2 separate regions of the Gossypium hirsutum genome follow, and region 2 is linked to region 1. The links are chromatin contacts, called in public Hi-C maps. All regions are on one chromosome and are shown on one strand. The core of a region is the stretch at or near the end of the contact, and the rest is flanking DNA. Distances in the headings are between cores, read along the strand shown.

The links. A called contact is a pair of places that touch in the nucleus more often than the background predicts.
Region 2: a Hi-C map of leaf shows a contact between it and region 1, with 2.2 times the contacts expected there. The contact joins the enhancer-like site here to the promoter of LOC107898581 in region 1. A contact is called at or near these places in 2 of 34 Hi-C or Micro-C datasets (both in leaf).

What each region holds. Positions count from the first base shown.
Region 1 is chrA11:47,112,937-47,115,687 of Gossypium_hirsutum_v2.1, reverse strand. It overlaps LOC107898581 (annexin D2), which reads right to left and starts at 1,379. Exons shown (of 5, transcript XM_016824087.2): 1 at 1,022-1,379; 2 at 184-329. The coding sequence starts at 1,097.
Region 2 is chrA11:48,077,278-48,080,028 of Gossypium_hirsutum_v2.1, reverse strand. No RefSeq gene overlaps it. Among protein-coding and RNA genes, the nearest start is that of LOC107897318, 8.6 kb to the left of the region's middle. Within about 2 kb of position 1,343, at least 6 of the 9 cell types and tissues checked have an H3K27ac peak or open chromatin away from gene starts, as enhancers often do. A contact at or near this core is called in leaf, where this site is marked.

The DNA of each region.
Region 1 (2,751 bases), core at 130-2,629:
TTCAAAAGGGGAACAAAAGTACCCAAGTCAAAATAATCATACTCATCTCACTTTCTAGTGAACTACAAAGACTGCACGCCAAAGCCAAACATCATCATACTTATTCCATATTAGATAACTCGGCCATGTAAAATGTTGTGATATCATCAACCAGATTAAGAAAAATGAAAGTCAAAACCTCACCTCAAAGTCACTTGAAAGTTCCTCATCCAAAGACTTAAGGAGATCTTCCCCATAAGCTTCACGATAAGTTTTACGAATCAAATTGCGCTGAGCTGCATTCCTGTGAGCCAATATGTCGATAATCAATTGCTCATTTGTACCCCATCCTGCAAAACACCAGCAAAAATTAATGTGAGTAATCAATTTTTACACCCAAAATAGCACAAATCTAAACATTATTTCATACCCATAAATGATGGTCTTGCAGCAAACAAAAGCTAGATTACTATACAAGATCCCAATGATTTGTTTCGCAAAGGTGAATCTGATGAAACTAGGAATATAATCCAAGTCCCAAGTACCCTTCTAACCTTACTTCAAATCAAGCCAAAATTCATTCAGAAATGTTTGGTTCAACAATCCCCTTCCCATGTAATCCCAAAATTACAATGGTCATTCAAAGTGCAGAGATGGTGATAAAATACAGTCAGTTTAAGAAAACAACAGTTATCAGATCAGATCAGAAAATACATTATCAGAGTTCAGTCAAATTTCATTCTTAGAATTTTTTTAAAAAAAAAAAGATCCCTTTGAATAAGAAGAAAAAAAAAACCCTTTAGTCTCATCAAATCACATCACCTACTTCCAGAAATCATAACACAAAAGACAGATAACAAAACATGAAAGATGAAACCAGGAAAGAAGAGAGCCGATCAGTCAAAGTAAATAAAACCCATGATCCAAAACAATGTATCAGGTCAACAACAACAAATCAAGTAAAAGGGAGCATCTTCACTTTTTAAAAGAAAAAAAAAGAGAGACGGATCAAATATCCATTTTAGAAAAGATAAAGAAAGACCTTCAAAAGCTTTACGAAGTTGCTCAGCATCCTCAGAAGGGGCAGGTACATGAGCTGGAACCTTAAGGGTTGCCATTTTCACTGTATTTTTTCTTTTCTTTTTTGTGAAGAATAGCAGACGATGGTGATGAGGAAAATTGGCTAAGGTACTTTATATAGTGCATAGAAAATAATTTTATTGGCAAAAAATAAAGTACTAATCACATGGAAATTTCCGCCATTCTTTTCAACTTTCATCACTTTTGAGGCAATAATACGTAACGACAGAACAAGATATTATTGTAATAGAGCGATGGTTCTTACCTGTGATCATAAAACAGTAGACGTGTTGGAGGATTGTTGGGTGTTAAAGCCAAACTGCTCACGTTTTCAAACGTTCACATCTGATAATGTAATCGTCACCAAACTTCATTTAAATTCTAAATTTTAAAATATTTCAATCTAATCCTCAATTTAGGTGTTTAATAGCAATTCGAATATAATGTCAAACATACTTAAAATACGTTTGAGTTAAATTGTAAAGTATATGTACCCATCACATGAATAGCATGAATCTAATATATTAAAGTAGACAACATCAACAAAATTTAAGAGAGCTATTTTTTCTTTAACATGTAAATTCTAAATTATTCATCTAATAGGTATATACTTGCTAACAATTTTATCATATGTATGCTCCATGTTGAGTTTAAGATGATATTAAATGACAAACTTAATGAAAGGGAATTTTTGTAATATTAATATTTTTAAAATTTAATTAAAATATTTTAAAAACTAGATCATAGATTAAACTCTTTAAAATTCTAAACATTTCTATACAACTCACTATATAAGAATAATTAACTTATTAAGTAAACTATTAAAACAGTTATTTTTGTTTCTTTAAATTATATTTTTATTATTTATATTTAAAATGTTACGTTTTAGTCATTTACATTAACGTGTTGTAACATTTTAGACACTAAACCGTTAATTATCATTAACGGTGTAACGGTAAGCTGATGTGGCACTTTAAATCATCATTTCAAACAAAAATTTTAAGTTAAATTAAACAATTGATTCCCATATATTTTTTTTGTTTTTGAGCACAAAAAATTATTTTATGTTTTTTATTTTTCATTCTCTTCTGCTTCTCCTTCTATTTTCCTCCATTCTTCATCTCCTTTAACATAAAAGGAAAAAAATTAAATTGCTCAAAACGGAAAAAATATAAAGACCAATTGTATAATTTAACCTAAAATTTTCGTTTCAAATGATAATTTAATGTGCCACCTCAGCTTATTGTTACACTGTTAACGGAAATTAATGCTCGATGACTAAAATGTTACAACACAATAACGTAAATGACTAAAATATAATATTTCAAATATAAATAACTAAAATATAACATGAGAGAAATAAAAATGATTATTTTAATAATTTACCCAACGCATTTATTGTCTTTAATAAAAATAAAAGAAAAATGTTAGTCAACATCCGGATTTGTGTTTAAGAATCAATTTAAAAATTAGTCTTTTTATTTTTCAATTTTCAAAATTAAGGTCTAATATTAACATTGTTAAATTATTTTGGTTAAATTTGTTGATGACATTTTAAAATTAAAAAAAATCACTTTGTAGCAATATAATTAAAAGAATGACGTTGTAATGAATTTAAATAATTTTAACAATTATCTTAAATTTTGAAATCTAAAAAGTAAAAAGACTAAATTCTTAGAAATAAAAGTATAA
Region 2 (2,751 bases), core at 94-2,593, 960 kb before region 1:
TACCTTCTTAGCTCTTAAGATTCTCCCACCACATTTTAAAAATCTGGATGTAAAAGCTAGCTAGCTAGGAAGTGAAATAGTCTTACTCCATTATTAGTCTTTGTTGAAGATTCTGAGACAACAAAAGGTTGATGGTCTGATTTTAGTTTATACAAATGGCGAACAATGGTGTTAGGCGCAAAGGAATGCCAAAAATCATTACAAAGAGATCTATCCAGTCTCTTAAATAAATTGCCTCTATTCCATGTAAAATAAGGTCCCTGAAATCTCAAATCATATAAACCATTATCAAAGACAAAGGATCTGAAATGGCTACAACTATTTTTTCGCATATTAGACTCTCATTTCTGCTCATGACCCCTTAAGATAGCATTAAAATCTCCCGCAATCAACCAAAGTTCTTGCACTATAGTCGAGATTTGACTTAGTTTAACCCATAATTGAGCCCTTGAACTGCGATGAAGGCTAGCATAAATAGTAGAAAAAAAAAAGAGATATGCATATAAACAAACTAAGAGTGAAGATTCAAAATTTCCACACCAAAATCATCATTCCAGAGAATCCACAAACCTCCCACGGAACTAGAAGCTTCCACTCTGAATGAATTATCAAAACCAAATTTTGCGATAACTATATCCACCTTACATCCACTTATCCTAGTTTCGAAAATAGCAACAATATTTGGCCGAACCTCATTCTTATATTTCTTCATGAAACTATGAAAGCAGGGGTGACCACACCCTTGAGCATTCCAAAAAAATAAATGTAAGTCTGGAACCATCACCCACAAAATAAAAAAAAAATTGTAAAAAAAATATCTATCATCTCAGGAATTCACAACATTTATAGAAGGCCTAGTCTTTGACCCAATCACATAAGAAATTCCTCCTTTCATACTAGTGTCTTTTTCGACCTCTTTCGACAATCCATGTATAATTTCCTCCATGGCTGCTACTATCGGAACAATTGAAAAATCATCAACAAAATCAATAATCCAAGTACATCTCTCTCTTTCGCCAGAAGCTTTGTTAATAACCTCCATCGATCTTTGACCAAAGTTTTCCCCCAAATTCCAGTTCACAATTGCATTATAATTTCAGCTTTGTATCTCTAAATCTATTGAACTACCTGGTTTGTTCACAATTTTGATGGCAACATTTCTATTAGAATTTAAGACAAACCTTGTTGATTATAATTGGAAAGAATCCAAATCCTTTTCTAAAACCACAGGCCCCATATTTGATCTATCATCAAAAGGATTACTTTTCTACCCAGCAGAACCCATTTTATTAAAAGGCTTGAGGATATTAGAGTTGGCTTTAGCCCACCACCTATTCAGACCTCTTTCCCTTTTGCTTTAGTAAACCCACTACTTGAACCTCTAGGTTTATTAGCCACTCCTGCCTTATCGGACTTCTTAACCATCTTGGTAGCCTCCAAATCTTCTTCTCTTAAACTCACGTCTCCAATCTTGCCTTCTAGACCACCAAAATTGTAACAGCCCAATTAAGATCCTAAACAGAACAGTGGTTTCGGGACCATGAATTCGAGTCAAAAAATATTTAAAAATTATTTTCTGTGTTTATTTTGTGTGAATTTATATCTTTGAAATTTTCGTGATTTAATTTGATCATTTAGGTGTTCGATTAAATAAAAGGACTCAATCGCGTAAGATAAAAATTTAGTGGTTAAATGTGAAAGTACTTAATTGCTATTGTCTTTATTAATGGAAACACCTATAATGCAAATACACCTTTACATACTTGCATGGACACATTCGGCTATTAGAAAGCAATTTATACATAATAATAAGTAAGGGTAAAATAGTAACTTATGTAATAAAATGTTATAATATAAAGTATATTATAAAATAATAAGACAAATCATAATGTGTTCATACTTTCTACTAGCCGAATATCAAAATAACCAAAGAAAAAGAAAAAGAAATAGGGTTCGGCCATCTTGCAAGCTAAATTCAAGATCAAGAAATAAAGAAATAGGATTTGGACCGGGGAAAAACGAAAGTTGTCGACTAGCAGCCCCGTCCCATTTTACGACATCCGAGGTAAGTTTATAAGCAAAAAGACTTGTTTATTTGGTAATTAAATGTTATATTTATATGCTGTTATGAAATGTAGAATTTTAATATGCTATGGCCGAAAATGATTAAATTTGACTACTACACTTCCGAGTTCGATTCGACCGAGTTATGACGTTCGAAAGCCCCGTATGAACCTTAGGAATAGTTAGGATACATATGTCATGACACAGGATTTCAATATATGTGTGCGAGTAAGACCATGGCATCGATATGTGATTCCGATATGTGTTTACGAGTAAGACCCTATCTGGGACAGTGACATCGATATGTGGTTACATGTAAGACTACGTCTGGGACGTTGGCATTGTACGATTTATGTGATTAACCAAGTGTCCTATCCAACTCCGAATGGTTCATCGGGCAAAGATAAGTTGTATTCGAGTGTGTAAAACGAGCTAAATGACCAGGTATGAATTAGCTTGAGGTTTATTTAAAATAAGGTAAGTGTGTAAATTGATACTCATTACAAATTGTGTGTACTACAAATGAGGATTATTTGTGAACTAGGTATGGGTATTTAACCTTGTGAAAATTATTGGAATGAGTATTAATTATATGTATGGGAATTTATGTATTTGGTCACATAATCAATGCATGTATATGAAATTATATGGTAACACATGAACTTATGTAATTGAGTGTATGTGAAT